Linked DNA regions of Mus musculus: region 1 is linked to region 2. The links are chromatin contacts, called in public promoter capture Hi-C maps. All regions are on one chromosome and are shown on one strand. The core of a region is the stretch at or near the end of the contact, and the rest is flanking DNA. Distances in the headings are between cores, read along the strand shown. Region 1 holds the start of Nudt12 (nudix (nucleoside diphosphate linked moiety X)-type motif 12). Region 2 overlaps Pdzph1 (PDZ and pleckstrin homology domains 1).

Region 1 (5,869 bases), core at 486-2,985, 60 kb before region 2:
TATGCTTGTATTTTCCTGAAGTTTGGAACAGCCACTTAGGGTATCTTCAAGGCCTATATCCATGGATCCAGTAAAGGAACTGAGAGTGGGACCTACAGGGGAGCCTAAAGGGTGGCCCTAGTCGAGGAGCAAGGCTCCTGCTAGCACTACAAGAAAGATGCTGTCCCCAAAATAAGGTGGAGCAGGGAGAATAAAGTGTGAGTTTGGGAAATATCTAGTAGCCATATCTCTGATGTGTCTGGTAATTATTTCTGCTTTACTTACTTCTCTACTGCAGTGACAAAACACCATGCTGAGGACAAATAAATGAAGGGTTGATGGGGGAAGCTTACAGCTTCAGCAGAGAGACCCATGAGCATCATGGTAGAGTGTGGTGACAGGCAGACAGACAGGTATGGTGATGAAGCCATAGCTGAGGGCTCACAGACTTATCTGCAAGTAGGAGGCAGGTGTCCGGACAAAGGACACTAATGGGGAACGGCATGGGCTTTTGGAACTTCAAGTCCCACTCCCAATTAACACACCTAGTCCAACAAAGCCACTGCTCCTAATCCTTCCTAAGGAATTCTACCAACTGAGGATCAGGTACTCCAATGCATTGACCCTGTGAAGGCCAATCTTTCTTTTCCAATCAACACAACTGCCCACAGGAAGGAACATAGCACAAACTTTGAGAAGCAGTCATGGAAGTATAATTGGCTAGTAGGTTGACTATAATACAACATTTATCATGCACTCAAGAGGCTCTGGGTTCAATTCCCAGTTCAAGCATTACACTGTCAACATATATATGCAACCTCAGTATGAGAAAGGACCTGGAAGGTACAGAATGCAATGGCCAGTCTTAAAACACTCCTGAAGTTGTTGCTGACAGACAAGTACCATTCCCTGGTTTGGGGATTAGAAGACCACTAAAGACCAAGTTATTCCAAGAGTCACATAATTTCTGTAGACTTTGGAGAATGAAATCGTAGGAAACTAAATTGATAAAAGCAAGAATATTGTGTTGTAGGTATCAACTCTAGTCCCAAGAGTTTTTCACGCATCTTCTGTAACCCTACAGTGGAGGAGGGATTATGGAATCTCCAAACATACCTTTATATGGATTACTTAATAGGGTAGGCAGACTCTATAGTGGCATTTTATAAAATGTGAAGTGGGGCTTTTTTCAGAGATGAGAGACCTGCTTAAGGCCACATATCTAAGTGACTTGTGAATCTAAGTAAATTTCACTGGAGAAACTGTGCAGCTAAGTCATTTAAGAAAAGGCAGGTTGGAAGAAAAAGTCCTGAAAGATCACAGTTTTGTTTTAATATTTTAAATTACTTTAAAACTTCAATATAAAAAAGACCAATCAAATCGTATGTAGAGGCTGATCCTAATTTAATGTGTGATCAGACGTTAACATTTTCATGACACTATAGAAAACTCAATGTCACTGAACTATGTATTTGAACTATGAACTTTGTCTGAAGGAAAGTTGGGGAGCTGGATGAGAAATAGTAAAAAAAAAAAAAAAAAAAAAAAAAAAATCACAGACCTCGTTATCATAATGGCAGCATTTAGTTCCACACACTTCCATTTTGGGGAAGGATTAGTGATCTTTCCCAGCACCTGAAGTCCGGAAGTCCAGTCCCCACCCCTACCCGACCTGCACTTTAACCTGCCTCCTGGACCTGGCGATGGCCTGTAAACTACATCTCCCATAAAGGTATGCGAGGGCAGTGGCCCTCTGCCGGAAGTCCGGAAGGCTGACTCCAACGCCGGGAAAACTGACAACTAAGTTTGCCGAGGAGTCTTCCGTCGCAATCCTGGTTTCTTTCCTTCATAATCCCTTGGGTTAGTAGCGCTAGTTGGCCCGGGTATGTTCGAGGACGAGTCGTCCAGGGCGTCCCTCCCGGCTTGCCGTGCCCCCAGGCGCGGGACTCAGACCTGCGGCTGCCTGCAGGCAGGTGGCTGCTAAAATTGCCAGCCAAGTTTTGGATGGGGTAAAACAAACTACGTCGGAGGTGTCCCTCCTTGAAAGGAGAAATCTTACAATAGGAGAAAAATAACTCTTCAAGGCATGTGGCCATTGGGAGAGACCGTGCTTGCGTGGGATGCACGTAATGGGTTAAATCGGTCTGGGCAGCCCCAGCGAGGGGAATATTTTAAACAATGGTGGGTGGGCTAATTGGCAGGTCCACTATGAGGGCTTATTGTAGCCTGCTGAAGCCATGCTGGGCAGCCCTTGGGCATGAAGTCAGTAATTAGTAAAAATGGATGTTGGTTTGGTTAAAATATAGTTCCTTTAAAATCCAAGTCTCTTCTTACCGACCTCTCCGAATAGCCTTGGAAAATAGGGGCGACGGTTTATACTACCTTCTCATTCTCACCTTCCACAGAACCTGCCAATAAATGATTAACAGGTAGTATTGATATTGGGAAAGCTAAAGAGAAAGGGGCTTATCCTTTCACTTCGTAGTCCAGAGAATGTTTTATGCACAACTATTGCCTTGGGGGTGCTGTATGACGCAGCATGTTTGGATGTGCAATGCTGAAGGGTGATCAGTGAGAGCAGTCAGGGACTAACCATGACCTCTGAAACCGTGACCTCTGAACAGGGAACAGTGAGGTGTTAAAAGTGAACCTCGCTGGAGAAACTCTAACCAAAGAAAAGGAGTTAGGAAGAGACTTTTAAATAAAGCCCTGGAATATCGCAACGGGGACTACAATATTTTAAAGAATTTTAAGATTTCAATATGATAAAAGTGGGAAATAAGTAAAACACACTAAATGAAAGTAAATTGAGATATGTAGAGGTTACTCCTCATTTCATTGTTGAACCGATTTTTTCCAGCGGGTTTCTTGGATTGCCTTAAGCAGTTTTAAATTATTGTTAAACAGAAGACACAAACAGGAAAGCGCATGCCAAATCAGAAAGTTAATCTTGGATCCATTGTTTTCCTGAACTTTATGCAGACTAGGCTGTGGATTTGACTAGCCACATTGCTGTTTCAAAATCCAGGAGACAAGGCTCTGGGTTGAACCTGCAGTACTAAGAGACAAGAATATTTTGAAGTTAACGCTTGAAACAGAAAATATTTTTTTATCTGTTTTTTGTTTGGTTTTTAGCAGAATTATGGACTACATAGCATTCATTAAGAAACGTGGCTTTGCTTTGTTAACAACCAAACAGCATGACAGGGCAGACAACAACATTAGTAATTCTTAAAAGCGCCTCAAGGACAATAGAGAGGCCAACAGAACCTTCATCCAACACTCGATACAGAAGTGCCTTGTCATCTAATTCGTGACAACGATGGCCGGGCCGCCAGACACAGATAATGTCAAGAAAGGTGCTGAGTCAGGAATTATCCGTGAATTAAAATAAATCCTGACCTAGTCTACCTCACACAATGAACAAAACTCAGTACCATATGGATCACAAAATTAATTATGTTAAGGTTAACCAGTAATTTTTTTTTTACGTGAAGCTTTAAAAGCTCTTCAATAACTGTGCAACCATAATTTCTTTGAGGCATGACATCTATAGCATAGTATAGAATCAGAGTACTACTTACCATCTCCATAAGCATTGGCCTCTAATTCTCTCTGCTTTAACCCCCTCCACTCTGTGCCCCGGCTCGGTCCCCCTTCTCTACTGCAGTAGCAGTTGACTATGAATTATCTTTTGACAGGTGTACTGGTTTGGAAACATGCTGCCTTTCCAAGATCAGCATCTAAATAATGTTCATCCATTCGTGCGAAGAGCAATTGTCAATAAGGTCTTTCTCACTTCTATCTCATTTTTTTTTTAAAGGAAGAAATGTCTTCTGTTAAAAGAAATCCCAAAAAGGAGATGATTTCTGAACTCCACAGTTCAGCCGCAGAGGGAAATGTCGCAAAGTTAGCAGGAATACTCAGCCATTCTCCATCTCTTCTCAATGAGACTTCTGAAAATGGATGGACTGCTTTAATGTACGCCGCCAGGAACGGGCATCCCGATGTGGTCCAGTTTCTGCTTGAGAAAGGGTAAACATCTTGGACCTGTACTACCTAAGATACATCTGGGATCTTGTCTTTTCACAGTTTCCTGTAGACATATTTATATCAGTGGGCTAGGAAATAGCTCACTGTCCAGTTTATTATATGAAAGGGGGCCTGATTTGTCACTAAAGCAATTTTTTTGTTTTTTGTCAGTGTTAGGGATTAAGTAAGCCCAAGGCCTTGTGCCTATCAGGCAAGTTCTCTAACTCTAAGCTACATTTAAGAGACAACTTTCTTATTTGAGATGTTAACCCTTGGTACTTTGTTGAAAACAATGCCCAGGGAGAGTTTAATTCCCCTCTTTTAAATAAACAATATGCATCTCATTATACCATAATATAGAATGTTTGCATTTCTTTGTGACACAGAGAGATACTTTTTCATCTTATTTAAAAGTGTACTATCATTAATCTTCTATTTCTTACCATTGTTACAGGATTCTTTTAACTTTCAGTAGTGAACTATGAACCAAGTGACAAAAAAGGGAAAAAAATAAATAATGGGGCTATGTGTATATTATAGTAAAATAAATACAAGAGAAACCTTTTACTTAATTTATATTTTTTTCTCCCCATTTTTCTAGATGTGACAGATCACTTGTCAATAAAGCGAGGCAAACCGCCCTGGATATTGCTGCATTTTGGGGTTATAGGCATATAGCTAACTTGTTAGCAAATGCAAAAGGTGGGAAGAAGCCCTGGTTCCTAACCAATGAAGTAGACGAGTGTGAGAATTATTTTAGCAGAACACTACTGGACCGGAGGAGTGACAAAAGAAATAATTCTGACTGGCTGCAAGCTAAAGAGAGCCACCCCACCACAGTTTATCTCCTTTTCTCAGACTTGAACCCCCTGGTTACCCTAGGTGGTAATAAAGAAAGCTCGCAGCAGCCGGAAGTCCGGCTTTGCCAGCTGAACTACCCGGATGTAAAGGGTTACTTGGCTCAGCCTGAGAAGATCACCTTGGTGTTCCTTGGAGTCGAGCTTGAGATGAGGAAAGGCTCACCCGCCCAGGCGGGAGGAGTCCCAGAGGAAGAGGAGGACGGTTTGGTTGCTTGGTTTGCCCTCGGTATTGAACCCGGTGCTGCTGAGGAGTTTAAGCAAAGACATGAAAATTGTTATTTTCTCCACCCGCCAATGCCAGCTCTTCTGCAGTTGAAAGAAAAGGAGGCTGGTGAGGAATGAATGAATGAATGAATGAATATGCTTGCCTGTGTAGGTAACAATTTGGAGCTGTGGGTTTGTGTAGCATCTGGGTGCCACATGCCAGTGCTCAGGAAACATGAGAAGCCCCTCAGGGTTTCATTCCAGGGTGCTCCTAGAGTCCTGGCAGCAGCTTCAGTCAGCCACAGTTTGTTTCCTTGGAGTTAACGTCCATGTGTGGTCGTTTCATTGGATACTTCTGTGGATAATGTTTGAGTCCCTACTGTGCTTTGATCATGATGCCAAAGACCTAGGCTGTTTTGTTTCTGTTGTTGGGCTTTTTAATATATCTTTAAAAAAAAGAAAGAAAGAAAAGGAGGGGAGGAGGGGAGGAAAGCAATCAAGGGAGAGAGTGAAAGAGAGGAAGGAAGGGAAGGGAAGGGAAGGGAAGGGAAGGAAAGGAAAAGAAAGGAAAGGAAAAGAAGGAAGGGAGAGAGAGTTTTATTTGAAATGCCCATGTGTGTGTGTGTGCGTGTGTGCGTGTGTGTGTGTGTGTGTGTGAGTGAATGTGCGCGCTCATGTCTGTATGTTAAAGAACAAAGTTAATGCTGGCTACTTCATAAAGCATGACTCGTAGGTATATAGGAAGAGCGGAGGTCAGGAGCCTTATTACGAGTGAATTAGTTACTGCAGTGGCT
Region 2 (5,745 bases), core at 1,777-4,276:
TGTGAAGATACATTTCCTTTGATACATTTCCCCTCTCTCTGTAGCTAGCTGCCCCACTCTCTTCCTCTGAACTCTCACACTGCACCACAATGTTTTACCCATCATTGTATCCCCAATGTACATAAAATGAATCGCACCCACCTTATCAGAGAAGATCATTTATTTCAAATCAATTTGGTGAGTGAATGAATGTGCCCGAAACCACCCAAGCCATCAAATATCTATTGCAGTCTCACATAATTTAAGCAAATGTGCAAGATGGAAACCTATTGTTCATGTGTCTATGTGTCAGGACAATGACTAATAATTATTCTCTGCAGTCTGGCACTAAGAAACTGAAAGTGGGAATGCACAAGAACCATTAAGAGTGGGTCTCCAGAGAAAACCGAGAGAGCATTGGTGGGGCTGGTTGGAGGGAGTCAAGTGCGTTCTGTAATTGACCTACAGCAGAACTCTGCCTTGCTAGGTCAGGTATGGATGGATGATTTCTCCCAGAGACTTCCCGAGAAAGGCATAGGGACCATTACAGTGTATAAGGAGAAACAGAGAGGGGAGTAAGATGCTCTACTGCGCTTTCGGGAGCACTGCTGAAGCATACGCCTACAGTCTCAGGAAATAAGACAGGAGATCAGGACATTGGAAGGCCAGTCTTTGAAGAACAGAAGACGTATGTTCTTTAAGCCCCTCATTCCGAATACCATGTTTAAAATGCAAATAAATTATGCAGTTTTTTTTTTTTAAAATAACTTTTGGTTCTGAAGCTTGATTTTTTTTTCCAACTATGCCTGCATGAAAGACTGAAAGAAATAGAGTTGGGTTTTCTTCGAGTTTGAACTTTCTGACCAGGGTGCAAAGAAAGATGGAAGGTAATGTGGAAAGACAAGTTCATTTCTCTTAAAGACACAGAATTCCACACCACCAGGACATTCCTTTGTATATGGAAGGACAAATAAACAAAACTTCACACATCTCTTCCTATGCACTTCTCTCTATATTAGCCCCTGGTGAGAGTTCTAGAAATACACTTTCAGTACCTTCTTCAAGCACAAAGAGACCAATATGATTGTGTATCTGATAATCCTTGAACTTAATGTTTTCAAATGGATTCGAAACGCTGATTCCTAGTCTAACCTGGTTTCAACTTGACCTCTAAATAATGATATATAGTTTTTCAAAAGCAAATATTTATCTTTAACTGATGTGCTTGCAGTAATGTGTCCAGTGCACAGACTCCCCTGGCCCAGGCCCTGAAGCAGTATTTTGTATTTAGGTGTGCTTTTCTTTCTTGAAGATTTGTTTTATTTATGTGTGTGTGTGTGTGTGTGTGTGTGTGTGTGTGTGTGTGTGTGATGTTTGTTGGTATGGTTGTATGCCTATCAGTGCAGTGGCTGAAGTCAGAAGAGGATGACAGATCCCCAGAAGATAAAGTTACAAGCAGTTTTGAGCCACTAGTGTAGGTGCTCAGAACTGAACTTGGATCTTTGGATGAGCAGCAAGAACTCCTAATTGTTGAGCTTTCTCTATAGGCCTGGGGAATATTTGTTTTGATTATATTTTAAGAATATATAAATTATTTCCAAGAAAAATGCACAACCAACTTAGACACTTCTTTCTGTTCACAGATAATGCTCTTTATCCTAGGGCCCTCACCTCTGCATATCTGGGTACGTTTTCACCATGACCCCAGGAGCACTGGCTCCTTTTTCCTGTCAGTGTATGACTTCATTTCCCACCTTTTCTGTTCCTCAGTCACTTCAGATGATGTTCATTCTGTGGATTTTGGCTTTCGAGTTGATATCGAAGAAAAAGGATTCTACACGGAGAATTTCCACTCAACAGCATGGGTTTTCCGAGGCGATGATGGAAATCCTGAAGACAGCCCCAGGTGTCTTAGTAAAAAGCCAAGACCAGTAGCTGGTAAGGATTTTAACATTACTGCAAGGCACAAAGGCCTTAGCAAACTCTTAACTAGACCCGTAAACACTAAAGAATACGGGTAGTTGGCATGTATTAAAGAACCTGAAATTAATAAAATAATTTCTTATTATTTAAGACCTATTCCTTAAAATATGATACTAGGGATTAATATATCAATGTGGGAAATCTCACAGGGCCTCCACTCTTAGATGAAGAACAACAGGCAATTAATAGCTGCTGATAGAGGAAGAATTAGTCTTCTATAGGGACAAACTCCCTGATAGGTAATACAAGTCCAAATGGTTAGACCTAAACACACACACACACACACACACACACACACACACACACCACTAAATGAATGAATCCAACAGAATGTATTTATAAATTCATATGTGTATATATGTTAAAAAAATAAGACGCAATGATTTTGAGAGGGAGTGGGGGGAAATTGGGTGAAGGAGAGGGACAGGGGAAGTTGTGTAAATATATACTCATATAAAATTCTCAAAAAGTAAGAATATAAAAAGAACTATTCCTTTGGAATAGTAACTCCAGCTTTGGCGTATAAACTAATATAAGCTGGGCACAGTAGTATACACCTGAAATTCTGCACATAGGAAGTGGAAGCAGGGTTGGGGCCAGAGAAGCAACTTAGTACAGTGCACTTCTTACCGGTCTGGAGTTAGGTTCTCTAGTTAGTATCACTGAGAGATAGTAGCAAGAGGACATAGGCGTTAAGAAAGTGGGCAGCAGGCAAATGAACAAATTTACAAAAAAAAAAAAAACCCACATTTTAATGACGTAATAATATTTCAAAGATAGCATAATGCTAGTTTACATGTGTCAGAATGTATTTTCTGAAAAATAAATTTAATACTTATAGAGCAAACCCAATCCTTAATTTCCTAAAAAGTTCTGAGCTGGAAAATAGGCTCAGAAGGCGCTGCAGCTACCTTAGGGGTGTAGGGCATTTCAGTGTAAGAGTTTTGTTATATTTATGGAAATACTTGCCCTTCATTTGGAGTTTTACAACCAACAAGATGATGCAAAGGAAGTGCTGTCTAGAGGGATAAATTACTTGACGATGCACCCGCAGTCTGTGAAACAACAATGACATTCATTTGTGGCTTGTCAGCAGCTGTGTGGCACTTATAGATTATTCAATAGACAGAGCCATGGGAAAGGGGGACTATAAATCTTAAAATATGAGAAAATCGTCTTCAGAACGGGAAAGGAACACGGTTACAAACATGTTGATTGTGTCCTCCCACAGGAGAGTTCTACAGTTGAGCTCAACATTTCAAGACTTTATTGAAATGTTTATTCTTCCATACATGTTGTTGACATTCAAATTGCTTGACTGAGAAACCAAAACCACAGAAACATGACCTTGAAAACAATAGCTACTTAATAGTTTCATGGAATAACAAAAAGACAAATATGATTTTATTTGAATCAACATATAAAAATCTCTCATTAAGAAAGTATTTGTTGGCGAAATCAATCTGTCAAAAGCAGAAGATAGTATCAAGAGAGTAACCTAGAGGGAACAAAAAAACCTTGAGAAGTAGAGATGTTAGAAAATTATTGTTACAACAGTCAGAAATGGATTTCTGCTTTTCATTTTTTTCCTGATTAGCTACCAGCCTATCTCAGCATGTTGAAATATTAATTCCTAAGTCCTTGAATTCCCCAGTTCTGCCTCTTAAATTAGGAGATTCAATAAGACATTGTCCAATCACATGTGCCAAGAGAGAATTCTTTTAATGAGAAACAAACTTTCCCAGAGGCGCAGAGCATTAAAGAAAACAGTTTTAGAGCTGGGGTATACAGAATGCCTTCTCAGCAATATTATCACACCTTTCCTGGGAACAGGAGAAGAACTACGTGTTTTCTTCAGACATTTTACAAAAGCAAACATCTCTTCAAGAATCCACATGAAGACACTGTATCATTTCTTCCCTCACAAATGGTGCCAGTTTGGGCAACAAGTGTTCAGAACTCAAACTTCAAGGGGATATGACTCTTCTCTGTCTTTGCTAGTACACAAGAGCATCCCTAGGTGTAAAGCAGTGCACAGCAGATATTTGTGAATTAATGACTCCTGTTTTTGGCTGCAATGGACCTGTGAATAAGGAAGAATGTCTCCTTGTTTATAGCAGATGCTTGTTTTCCTTATCTGACCAAACAGGAGGTCATGGCTGAGCGCACCTGAGCGGAATGCTTTGCCTTCTGCTACATTTGTTATGACCCACAAGAAACTTAATATGAAATGTAATGATTCATTCCAGAGTGTTTGAATGAAAAAAATGAAGAGAAAAAATTAAGTAAATCATATTACAAGCTCTGAAAAGTAACATAAGTTTATAATAATAATATTTTTACAAATATTATGGGCACCCTCATCTAAGACCACTTGCCATTGATGAGGATAAAGAAAGTCCTCACCACCTTTAGGAGCCTTGTTATCCATCACTTCAAAGTCTCAAGATTTTCTTTGACTTCCTGCTTGCTTTTAATTCTGCCCACATTTTGTATACACAAAGGTATTCTGAAAATGCCTTTATATTCGGACTTCAAGCTAAGGCAACCTATAAAAAAAGAAACATCCTTGCACTCCAACCTGGCGATTTAAATATAATCTGAGAAGTAAAAAATAACATCTACATAAGTAAAAGATGCAGCAGGTTAAAAAGAAGGACAAAAATACATTATCCAGAAATTCTAATGCTTTCCTTCTTTTTATGAAAGGGCAGTGTATTAAATTTTCACTGTAAGATGATAGGTTTCCCTATTCTTTTTAATAGCTGGTATTCTGATCTTATAATTTCCTAGCATTTTCACAAATACGTCAGAGTCGATCTAGTATTAAGAACCTACTCCTGAAATCCAGGAATGATTCCAATTATACTTTATAATTACTTACTCTTTAGTAGTCTTCAAAGCCAAGTTCTCATGATGTTCACAATCTGGAATCATGCCTTTTCTTCATTTCTGAGGAATAATAACCCACAACAGTTCTGAACAGAGAGGATCGTGATCTGTGAGGCACAATCTGGAATTCAGTCTTGGAAAATTTTCTTCATTTTGGGCAAAATGCCTTGAAATAGAGAAAAGTCAAAGAGTGTCAATGGATGGGTTTATGTCTTGAATAAACCGAACTGATCAACAAGCAGAACTTGTGAGGAAAACACACACAGACACACACACACAGACACACACACACACACAGACACACACACACACAGACACACACACACACACACACACACACACACACGAGAGAATTATATAGAAAAGAAGATGTAAAAGTAGCAGGAAAAAATTACAGAAGGAAAAGTGGGATGGTAACTGATCCACAGTAATTAAAGTTAGCTAGATGACTGAAAATTCATGAACTCTTACTTTGATGGTCTTAGGATTCTCCATTGACAGGGCAACCAAGCATACCAGTTCCAACCTCTTCAAAACCAATTGCTCCTGTACTTTTCTTAGTTAGCCAGCTCTTTTACTCCTCTTGGCTTCTTGTAAAACATCATTTTATAGACTGTTTAAATGTTTTTCATGAATAGTGTTGAATGAATTCTCTTTTTTTACAAATCTAAGCACCTTAGGTTTGCTTCTTGGGTAGCTATGACAGAGTGGTTCAGCGTGAATCCTAAAGTATAGTACTGTTTAACTGTAGTAAGCTTTATATTCTCAACACAAATATTTAACCTCCCTACTCCGCATGCCAATATTCTCTTCTCTAAAAATATTATTAACAATCATCATGTGTTGTGAAGATTGAATTAGACTGCACTGTATGAAAATAGTATGGTGAAA

The links. Promoter capture Hi-C pulls out the DNA fragments that hold promoters and counts their contacts.
Region 1: a promoter capture Hi-C map of the HPC-7 cell line shows a contact between it and region 2. The contact joins the promoter of Nudt12 here to the enhancer-like site in region 2. A contact is called at or near these places in 1 of 39 promoter capture datasets (the HPC-7 cell line), 2 of 484 Hi-C or Micro-C datasets (nephron progenitors and rod photoreceptor), 2 of 115 datasets of contacts at active chromatin or transcription factors (embryonic stem cells and hepatocytes) and 1 of 9 other capture datasets (liver).

What each region holds. Positions count from the first base shown.
Region 1 is chr17:59,009,188-59,015,056 of GRCm38.p6, reverse strand. Nudt12 (nudix (nucleoside diphosphate linked moiety X)-type motif 12) reads left to right here and starts at 1,735. Exons shown (of 7, transcript NM_026497.3): 1 at 1,735-1,839; 2 at 3,803-4,014; 3 at 4,613-5,202. The coding sequence starts at 3,809. All of the region lies in intron 1 of Nudt12os (nudix (nucleoside diphosphate linked moiety X)-type motif 12, opposite strand), which reads right to left.
Region 2 is chr17:58,950,507-58,956,251 of GRCm38.p6, reverse strand. It overlaps Pdzph1 (PDZ and pleckstrin homology domains 1), which reads left to right. Exons shown (of 13, transcript NM_027001.1): 5 at 1,750-1,917. Gm33751 (a long non-coding RNA gene) reads right to left here. Exons shown (of 3, transcript XR_385675.3): 2 at 4,847-5,020; 3 at 3,670-4,511. Among named protein-coding and RNA genes, the nearest start is that of Gm33751, 9.4 kb to the right of the region's middle. Within about 2 kb of position 3,026, at least 2 of the 459 cell types and tissues checked have an H3K27ac peak or open chromatin away from gene starts, as enhancers often do. A contact at or near this core is called in the HPC-7 cell line, where this site is marked.